2 separate regions of the Mus musculus genome follow, and region 1 is linked to region 2. A link is a contact called in public HiChIP or PLAC-seq data. All regions are on one chromosome and are shown on one strand. Each heading gives the region's core, a stretch centred on a gene start, on an enhancer-like site or on the middle of the called end of the contact. The rest is flanking DNA. Distances are from core to core; before and after follow the strand shown.

Region 1 (4,383 bases), core at 670-3,169, 100 kb after region 2:
CAATCTGTTACAGTAAGTGTGGCCCACAACAGATCTTCAGTTAACATTTGAAAATGGACATATTTACCACAGGTACAGGAATAGAAGGAAGAGTAGGTTTAGGCTAAGAAGTCTCTCTGTGTAGTCCCAGGGCCCTAGCTGACCCATGGAGGTGACCAGGCTTGGGTCAGGGCAGTATTGTGGGTTAGCCCTTCCTAGTAATCCAAGTCTACCATGACTGACTGGGTCCTACGCTCAGCTAGATACCAGGCCCAGCTGAAGGGTCTGAACTCATGGCCAGTGGGGCTCCTTCCTTGGGCTGCCGAGGGGGGTTTGGGAGGCTCTTGTTCATTGCCAGTACCTTTCCCAGGGCTGAGCCCGCCCTCGCACGGATCCAGGAGGACCGCCGGCGCATCATCCTGCCAGCCATCGACAACATCAAGTACAGCACGTTTGAGGTACAGCAGTACGCCAGCGCCGCCCACGGCTACAACTGGGGCCTGTGGTGCATGTATATCATCCCTCCGCAGGACTGGCTGGACCGAGGTGACGAGTCAGCGCCCATCAGGTGAGCCAGGGTCAGTGTGGGAGTTGGGAAGTTCCACCAAAGCTGGCTCAACACCAAAGGGAGAATCGTTTCCAAGTGTCCCTACTCACAGGGGCAGGGAGTGCCAAGATTACAGAATAGCCATGGTCAGGGGACATGGACAGGGCTGGCTCAGATCCAAGTCCAGAATGATGACCAGGTCAGATTAGATTGTTGTCTGGCTGTGTGATCTTGGAGAAAGGAGAGGTAGAGAGAGGAAGAGAGAGACTAGAGGAGATAGCAATGGAGAGGCAAGGTCAGAGACAGACAGGTTGAGTGAGTGACAGAGAGTGAGACAGAAACGGAAAAACAAGACAGACTGAGAGACAGCAACAGAGGGAGACACAGACTGAGAGACAAAGAAAGGGTAAAGGTCAGAGACATGAAAACACAGCCAGGGACAGAGAAAGTCAGAAACAGATAGAGACAGACAGAGATAGAGAGACAGTGAGGAAAGAGAGGCATAGAGGAAAGAGACTGAGAGAGACAGAGAGGAGGAGAGATAGAGACACAGAAAAGCAGATAGCAGCGGAGAGCAGAGGAGGCAGCCATGGAGAAGCCCTGAGTGTGGGCAGAGAGGACAGCCCATGACTGGACTGTGTTCCGTGAAGGTAATGAATACCCTGACCTCACATTACCCTAGGGAGCATTTTCTTTTAGTTTTAATTGGTTCTTTAGACTCAGGAGCAAGTTCCACCATTTCATGAGATCTGGGAGTCCCATTCATCCAAAAGAATTATGGGCTCTGTCCTACAGGGAACATGGGAGCTTGTCTGTGGGAGACCCTGCTGCTACCTGTCATTCGTCTGGTTTTGATGTTCCCCTACTCAATCAGTTTTCTTTCACCTGCCTGCTCCCATTAGGACAGTCTCTGTGGTTTTCAGGCTCTTTCTGGGGTAGCTCCACCTCCAGCCACACCACCTGATGAGCCCCTGGGAAATCTGTACCTTCACATCCACTTTCCCCTGGGGACCTACCTGGGCTCCAGAACTGTCTTTGGAGTGACTGAACATCTCCAGGTCCTGCTGGGCCCAGGCTGCTGTTGTGCACCTTGCCCTACTTCCCTACAGGGTTGTGAGAGTTGGTAGGATGACCTCCTTGCCTCCTGGTAAAAATGGCACCTTCTGGTTAGAATGCTGCAGGCAGCTGCGGTCCCTTGGACCAGCCGCTCCTGTAGGAGGGTCTTCTGAGGCCTCCCAAGCTGGTGCCCAGCTTGAACCTGCAGACTGAAGAACTAGTGCATTGAAATGCTTTGCTCATCTCCTTTCCACTGACAAAGAGCTATAGGTAGTAAATCTAGAACTCGGGCATTGTGAGATGAAATCATTTGGCATGGAAGGTGGGGTTAGGGGAGGGGCAGAGCAGAGCAAAACAAAACAAAACCGTCATCTCAGAGGAAATGGTTTTACAGTGCTAAGACTAAGGAGCTTCCAGAGCTGGCCAAGTGCCATCTCTCTAAACCTCTTAGCTCCACAAGGTCATTTTCTCAAAGATGGACCAGGAATCTTGGAGCTGCCTGGGCTGCAATGATTTCCTAGGCAGGGCTCTGGGCTCCAAGCTTCCCAAAAGCACAGGCCCACAGATGGGTCCCAAGGGGCTCATTGAAGCAGAGAGTGACAGTCTGAAGGTTATTTTTTTCTTCATTCGAGATTCATCTCATGATCCCAATTAGTAGCAAGATAAATGCTTCGTGTATGACATTTTAGAAATCAGAAGAAGTCCGAGCGAGGCCCAATGGGAGGCATCTTCCACATTTGTGCCAGGCTCTGTCTGGATATGCAAGAGACAGTGGAGAACAAAGCTTGATGTCCTGATTGAGCCTTGTGGGACGCCGATTCCCAAAACCCTTTATTACAATCATCCCAGAGCCGTTAACCCTGCTGCCAAAATCGAGCTAACTAATGGGGCTGACTTAACAGATACCACTTTTTTTTTTTTTTAAAAAAAAGCACATGGCTAAGCACTGGAAGATGCTACACAGAAACCCAAGCTGAAAAGATGCAGAGACACCACCACATACCTACAAGGGTGCTTAAAATGAAGACCAGTAATATTTTAAGGGGGCAGGGCACACAGAAGCACATGCCTGGCTAGCGGAAGCCACTTTGGAGAACTGCCGTCTCCTGTAAAGATGCAAGAACTCTCTGTATCATCCGGACATTCTATTCTTGGCAGGTTTTTCAAAAATGAATGAACACACAGCCCACAAAAAGGCTTGCAATGACAATTTTAAAAATGCTCACTGTAGAAACAAGCCAAGTGTTTTGACCCGGGGTGAGTTCTGGCAGACATTGCCTCCCTTATTCTGGAAGGGAATGGGGGAGTCACAGAGGAGAGGAGAGGATACTAACAGACATCCTCTCCCCCGTGGATTTGCCGTTGGAGCTGGTCTGATGCATCTGGTGTCATCAACTGTCTTGATGTTATTGTCTCTCCTGCTTGAGAGTCTAAGGCTTCATCTCCCTAAACTCTGGAGTACGAGGAGCAAGGAGGGTGGGGAACCCATCACTGCTTCCCTCCCTGTGGCACATGAGGAGAGACAGGGAATCCAGTCAGACACTGCCTCCCTCGCTGCCAGAATACGAGGAAGTGTGGGAGAGAATCCTGTCAGAGGTTTCCTCCCTCACAGTGTCAGAGCAGAAGCAACAGGGGAGAATCCTGTCAGCTCTCTCCTCCCTCGCTCTGGGGTGTGAGTGACGCTGGGGGCGGGTCTCACCTTCCTCACAGTGCTGCAGCAGGAGCAACAGAGGAGGAAGAACCCTCACTTTTCACCTCACCCACTCCATGGTATCAGGAGTAACAGGGAGGAATCTGGCTCGCTTCGGAGGATCAGAAATCTAAGACAGAGCCCATCAGACAGCGTTTTACTCTGTTGTCAGGAGCAGTGGCGCCTGGTCCTGTGTGGCTTCTCACAGCTGAGGATCTGGACTGATTATTGCTCCTGACCAAGGTTGATTTCTCTCACATGAGGAGATCTATGCTGATTCCTCAAAAGTGTGACTGGCAGTAGAATGGAATCTGCCTGTGGGTAGAGACATGCTATGATCTCCTTCCTTAATTAAGCCGCCTGAGCAGGGCAATGACCTGGCTAAAGGGACCATCCTTTAGGAAGTCAGATTCACCTAACGCCATGCTAAAGAGAGGGAAGGAATAATTAACCTTTAATGAGATCATGTATTGTCCTTTCCTGGAAAGCCTGCCCCTGTTACAATCATAACCTCTACTTCCATGAGGTTCTAGCAGGTCTACCCACCTTTCTGAGGAGGGTCTCTCTCAGAAAGTCTCTCTCTCTCTGATACTGTCTCTCTCTTTCTGATGTTAGCCTAAGTCTGGGTGTGCCCTCCCTCTCTTTGGGCTTTTTAGATCTTTCTCCAAAGCCGTCCCACCACTTGGTTGCTTCTCTGTCATGGTATCTTAACTCAAATAGTAAAGGGCATGGCTTTTCCCGTCCTTCTCCTCCCCCTCTCCTTTCTCTCCTCTCCCCTCCCCTTCCCCTTCTCTCTCCTCCCCTTTCCTTCCTCCCCTCTTCCCTTCACCTGTTCCTGCTCCTCCTCCTCCTCTTCCTCCTCCTTCCCAGCCCCCTCACCCTTTTGAAATAGGGTCACACTATGCAATTCTGGCTGGCCTAGAACTTGACATGTATATCAGGATGCCTTTGGGCTTCCTCAGAACTGGGATTAAGGGCATTTGTCTGCCCCTGAGATTTAACTTGTAAAATTCTAATAAAATTACCTTCAAGCTTAGAAAGAAGGAGGAGGAGGAGGAAGAGGAGGAAGAGGGAAGAAGGAGAGGAAGAGGAGGAGGAGGAGGAGGAGGAG
Region 2 (4,384 bases), core at 486-2,985:
TTCAGAACCCTATCTTCCTGCTCTCCCACAGGTCTGCCCTTGGGGTTCTCTCTACCAAGGCATGAGGCAGGGTCCTCTTTCACTCCTCTTTCCTTTTTCTTTTGGTTTTTCGAGACAGGTTTCTCTGTAGAGCCCTGGCTGTCCTGGAACTCACTCTGTAGACCAGGCTGGCCTCAAACTCAGAAATCTGCCTGCCTCTGCCTCCCAAGTGCTGGGATTAAAGGCGTGCGCCACCACTGCCCGGTGTGTGCTGCTATCTTAGTTCACTGACTCAACTGACTGACTAGAACTCAGAGATCTGCATGCCTTTGTCTGTTGCGTGTTGGGATTAAAGGTGTGTACCTGGACCTAAGCTTTTCTTTAGCTGAAACTTTCTGTATACCAGGCTGGCCTTGAACTCACAGATCTGCTTGCCTCCATCTCCAGGGATTAAAGGTGTGTCTGTGTTCCAACTGGATCACACAGACCTATGTAGAGGGAACATCTTGTGTATTGTATGGATTAAAAATTTAAAAAAACCTATGGCCTATAGAAAAGGGTAGAATAGAAGGTGGAACATCCAGGAGGCAGAAAGAATTCTGGGATAGGGCCAGGTCCCGGGTTCATCCAATGTAATGAGACAGATACATGGTATCTGAGCACAGGTAACTAGTCACATGGCAGAATGTAGATTTGAGTAAATGGATTATAGTAAATTGTGATCTAGTTAGGGAAGAGCCTAGCTATATGGCCAAGGTATTTGTAAATATATTTTGAATCTGAGTCTTATTTCTGGGAGCATGTTGCTGGGAGGAAGAACCAAGTTCAAACTTCTACAGACCCGAAAGTCTTTGGATGTGACCCCTTGCCAGAGTAGCCATGTTGCTGTATTACAATTTCTCTACACACGTAGAAGACACCTGAGCAGTTCTCTTCAAAATTAAGATGGACAGAGCCCTGGGCCAGGTCCTAGACAGTTGGAAAAGCTGGCAACTTCGGGGATCTCAACAACCCTTGCAGCCTACAAGAAGCAGGGCCAATGGTGGTTTTCTATATGTAGTAAGCACTAGAGAACTTCAGGACAGTGTTAGAGAACAAAAGTGCCTGTGGGCTCCCGGCATGTAGAACCAGATATGACCACAAGGTGACAGCAGCACCCTTCATACCGGTCAGAAGCTAGGCCAGGGGGTGGCCTGTCTTTCCAAGCCGGCAGCAGGCCAGCTGTGACTTGCAGAGTCTGACTTAGAGGGCAACTAGGGCTCCTCACAACAAGAATACCTCCCTCTTCAGGCTTAGGCCTGTGATGTGGTCCCTGCTCTTTTTGTAAGTTCCTCTCTCTTGTCTTCTTTCTTATTCTTTCTCTGTCTCTCTGCCTCCTCATCTCTACCTTTGTCTATTTCCCTTTGTCTGATGGTGTCTTTCTGTTTGCCTGTCTTTCTTTGTCTGCCTTCCCTTTTGATCCTGAACTGTCTGGGTCCAGATCCTAGGACTCCCTTTTTAGCTGGGTTGTCTCCAGATGGTACCATAACTTTCTACTCCTCAGGGTCCTTATTTCTGACACGGGAAAGCAGCTTCTGCAGTAAGTGGGGCTGCTATAGGGCTCAGACGAACAGTGGGGTATCTGGGAGGATCATGGTCTTGCACATACATGTGTTACATTAACGTGAAGAATCCTCTGTTTTGTGTGGTCTGGGCATGTGTTTCAGACACACTCTTCATCCTTCTCAGTCAGCTCGTTCTTGTTCCTTGTACGGGTGAGTGGAGTTGAGAGAGAATAGCTGGGCATTGGTCCAGGCTCTACATAGCTCTCAGGGTCCCATTATTCCTGTGGTTTGGCAGAAAGATGTGCTTAGGTTGGTAACCTGCATAGACTTCCTAGTTCCAGAGCCAGCCTAGGGTTGTGGTCTCCAGTTCCCCCAAAGCCTAGGCCTGACTAATGTGTATGAAGTCCTTCTGTTGTTCAGAGGTGAGGGCCTAAAATGTACCAAAAATAGTCTACACAGCTGGGGAAGGCAGCCTACACTTTAGCAGCTGATACGCCAGAGTTCACACTGACAGAGAAGACCTTACCTGATACCACTCTGACATCTCAGACCCTTCCCAACAGCCCGGCATGGCCTGGATTCCTAGGCAGGAGATATACTGGGCAGAACCAGGAGCCTCAGCTCCTAATAGCACCCAGATGTCACCAGCACCATGGGGCCTACGGCCACATCTCTTCTCTAAGCTACTACTGCCGATGGCGGCCCAGGGGCAACACTTGAATTCTGTTTGTAATTAAAAGAAGGTGCCCTTTAAAAACTGCTCACTGTTTCTGCATCTAGGCAGCAAATTATCTCAAAGTGGATTTTCTTTGTTCTGAGAAGCTAATTGATGGGCTATGTGTATGCATAAGCACGTGCGTGTGCGTGCGTGTACATAGAATGTGCTTGGGGGGTTTTCAGCCCTTGTCACATGATGTAGACATTCAAGGGCTTTGCAAAGACACAAAGCTCCATGCCTGCCCCAGAAATAGTGGTTCATCTGGTTAGAGGGGCCTTGGCTCCCAGGAAGCTGCAATGGGCATCTTAGGAAGACTTAGATAGAATAAGGTCCTCAGGTGTCTGGTGTATAAGGGCCAGGCCCTGATGCAGAGGTCTCTGCCCAACCTTGGAGTTCCCAGTAGGCTCATCATCAGGCTAACCTTGCTTTTTTATTTTTTTTGTTTTTCGAGACAGGGTTTCTCTGTATAGCCCTGGCTGTCCTGGAACTCACTTTGTAGACCAGGCTGGCCTTGAACTCAGAAATCTGCCTGCCTCTGCCTCCCGAGTGCTGGGATTAAAGGTGTGCGCCATCATGCCCAGCTATCCTTGCTTTTGAGGCTTGATCCTAACCCTGGCCCCAGGGAATGTTGAGTTTCTTACCCAGACTCTGTGAGTAATTCCAACTCAGTCATTGTAGGCGTGCCACCTCTGTTAGGGGCTTAGAGGACATGTGAAGTCCCACCCTCTACTTCAGAATGTGGCAGAGGGGTACAGGTCATTGCAGATGGAATTTAGGGTGAAGTAGCATGTTCTAAGCCAACTATGGACATTTGCACCAATCCAGACACAAAGAAGCCATTTAAGCAGGAGGCACATTTGGGGGGAATGCTTCTATAAGTCAAGGAACTCTAAAGATTTTCAGTCTCCCTCAGCAGCTCAGGACTCAGCCTGTGAGCTCAATCCTGTTGTATAAACCATCCATAGAAGGTGGGTACTGTCTGGAGGAGGGGAAAGGGTACAACCATTAGAAAGGCATTAAGCAGGAGTATCAGCCACAGTGGGTAACAGTGGGCATTTCAATACCAAGGCTTGGCTTTCTCTGTGTACCCTGGCAGAATGCTAACTTCTTTATGAAGGTGAACCTTCTCACCAAACCCAATCTGTGTTTTCTCAAGCTAGGTTGTCTTGTGCTGTCTATGGAAAAAATTCCTCTCCTTCACTTTCTTCCTGTTCCTGGCATTATGGTGAACTATGAAGAAGTGGGTGTGGAAGGATGCTTTCTTCTGTGAAGGACAGATTCGTTCAACTCCAGCATTAGTGTCCCTGCATTCTGTCTGTTTACATCCACTGTGTCACACAGAACATCCTCAGTGGTGGCTCAGCTCATCCCTGGCCTCATTTGGCCCACAAGAGGCCAGCAAGACCTCGGGAATACAAGCGAAACCAAGACATTGTATAGTTGAGGATATCTCTGCAGTCAGAGAAAGTAGTCCCTTGCCTTGGCATTTTTCCTACACTGGAGTCATGGACAGGTCCCTCAGGATGCCCTCAGCCTTAGCTTTCGTCTGGGTGCAGGCAAGCTTCACAGGGATGTCTCTACCTGGGGTAGGTGTATACTGACTGAGCTACTCAGCTTTCAAATCTGCATTGCTGGTCTTAGCCAGAACCTTCCAGGGCCTCCGACCTCTCATCCCAGCTGACCTATGCTCACCAGGGACTGGAGAATGAACTTACCCCACTGCCAACTTGGCTCCCTGGCTATGATAAGGGTTTAGGGGCATAAGGTCCCTATGGCTTGGACCTTCCAAATCCAAGACATACACTAGTCCCGTGTGCCACATCATGTAGGGAGTGGCAAGAGTGGCCCTACGGTGGGTGCTGCCTTCTATCCTTTTTCTAGGGTTCTTCTCACCTCTAGATCTCAGGTGAGCATTATGTGTGTCCATGTTTTCTATGATGCTGATCACCCATCCCAGAGCAAGAAGCTATCAAGCTGGTGGGGAAAGAGTGCTGTGGCTGGACTTCTCAGAAGCATCAGACATTGGCAGCCCTTGGATGGGGTCTGGGTGAGGACATGAGGGACCTTGGTGGCTTCAGTTACACAGAATGGGCCCTGGCTTTCCTATCACAGGGTCAGATAGGTCATTGTCCTTTCAGGAGCA

What was found. HiChIP or PLAC-seq counts read pairs in DNA pulled down with a chosen protein or histone mark.
Region 1: an H3K27ac HiChIP or PLAC-seq map of regulatory T cells shows a contact between it and region 2, with 3 times the contacts expected there. The contact joins two enhancer-like sites. A contact is called at or near these places in 1 of 39 promoter capture datasets (the 3T3-L1 cell line), 1 of 15 datasets of contacts at CTCF or cohesin (the NIH/3T3 cell line), 7 of 484 Hi-C or Micro-C datasets (the 3T3-L1 cell line, CD4 T cells, Th17 cells and 4 more), 4 of 115 datasets of contacts at active chromatin or transcription factors (T-cell acute lymphoblastic leukemia, embryonic stem cells, kidney and 1 more) and 3 of 9 other capture datasets (adipose tissue, liver and pancreatic islet).

What each region holds. Positions count from the first base shown.
Region 1 is chr5:110,595,717-110,600,099 of GRCm38.p6, forward strand. Galnt9 (polypeptide N-acetylgalactosaminyltransferase 9) reads left to right here. Exons shown (of 11, transcript NM_198306.3): 5 at 350-547. Among named protein-coding and RNA genes, the nearest start is that of Galnt9, 54 kb to the left of the region's middle. Within about 2 kb of position 1,920, at least 61 of the 459 cell types and tissues checked have an H3K27ac peak or open chromatin away from gene starts, as enhancers often do. A contact at or near this core is called in regulatory T cells, where this site is marked.
Region 2 is chr5:110,492,841-110,497,224 of GRCm38.p6, forward strand. No RefSeq gene overlaps it. Among named protein-coding and RNA genes, the nearest start is that of A630023P12Rik, 20 kb to the right of the region's middle. Within about 2 kb of position 1,736, at least 53 of the 459 cell types and tissues checked have an H3K27ac peak or open chromatin away from gene starts, as enhancers often do. A contact at or near this core is called in regulatory T cells, where this site is marked.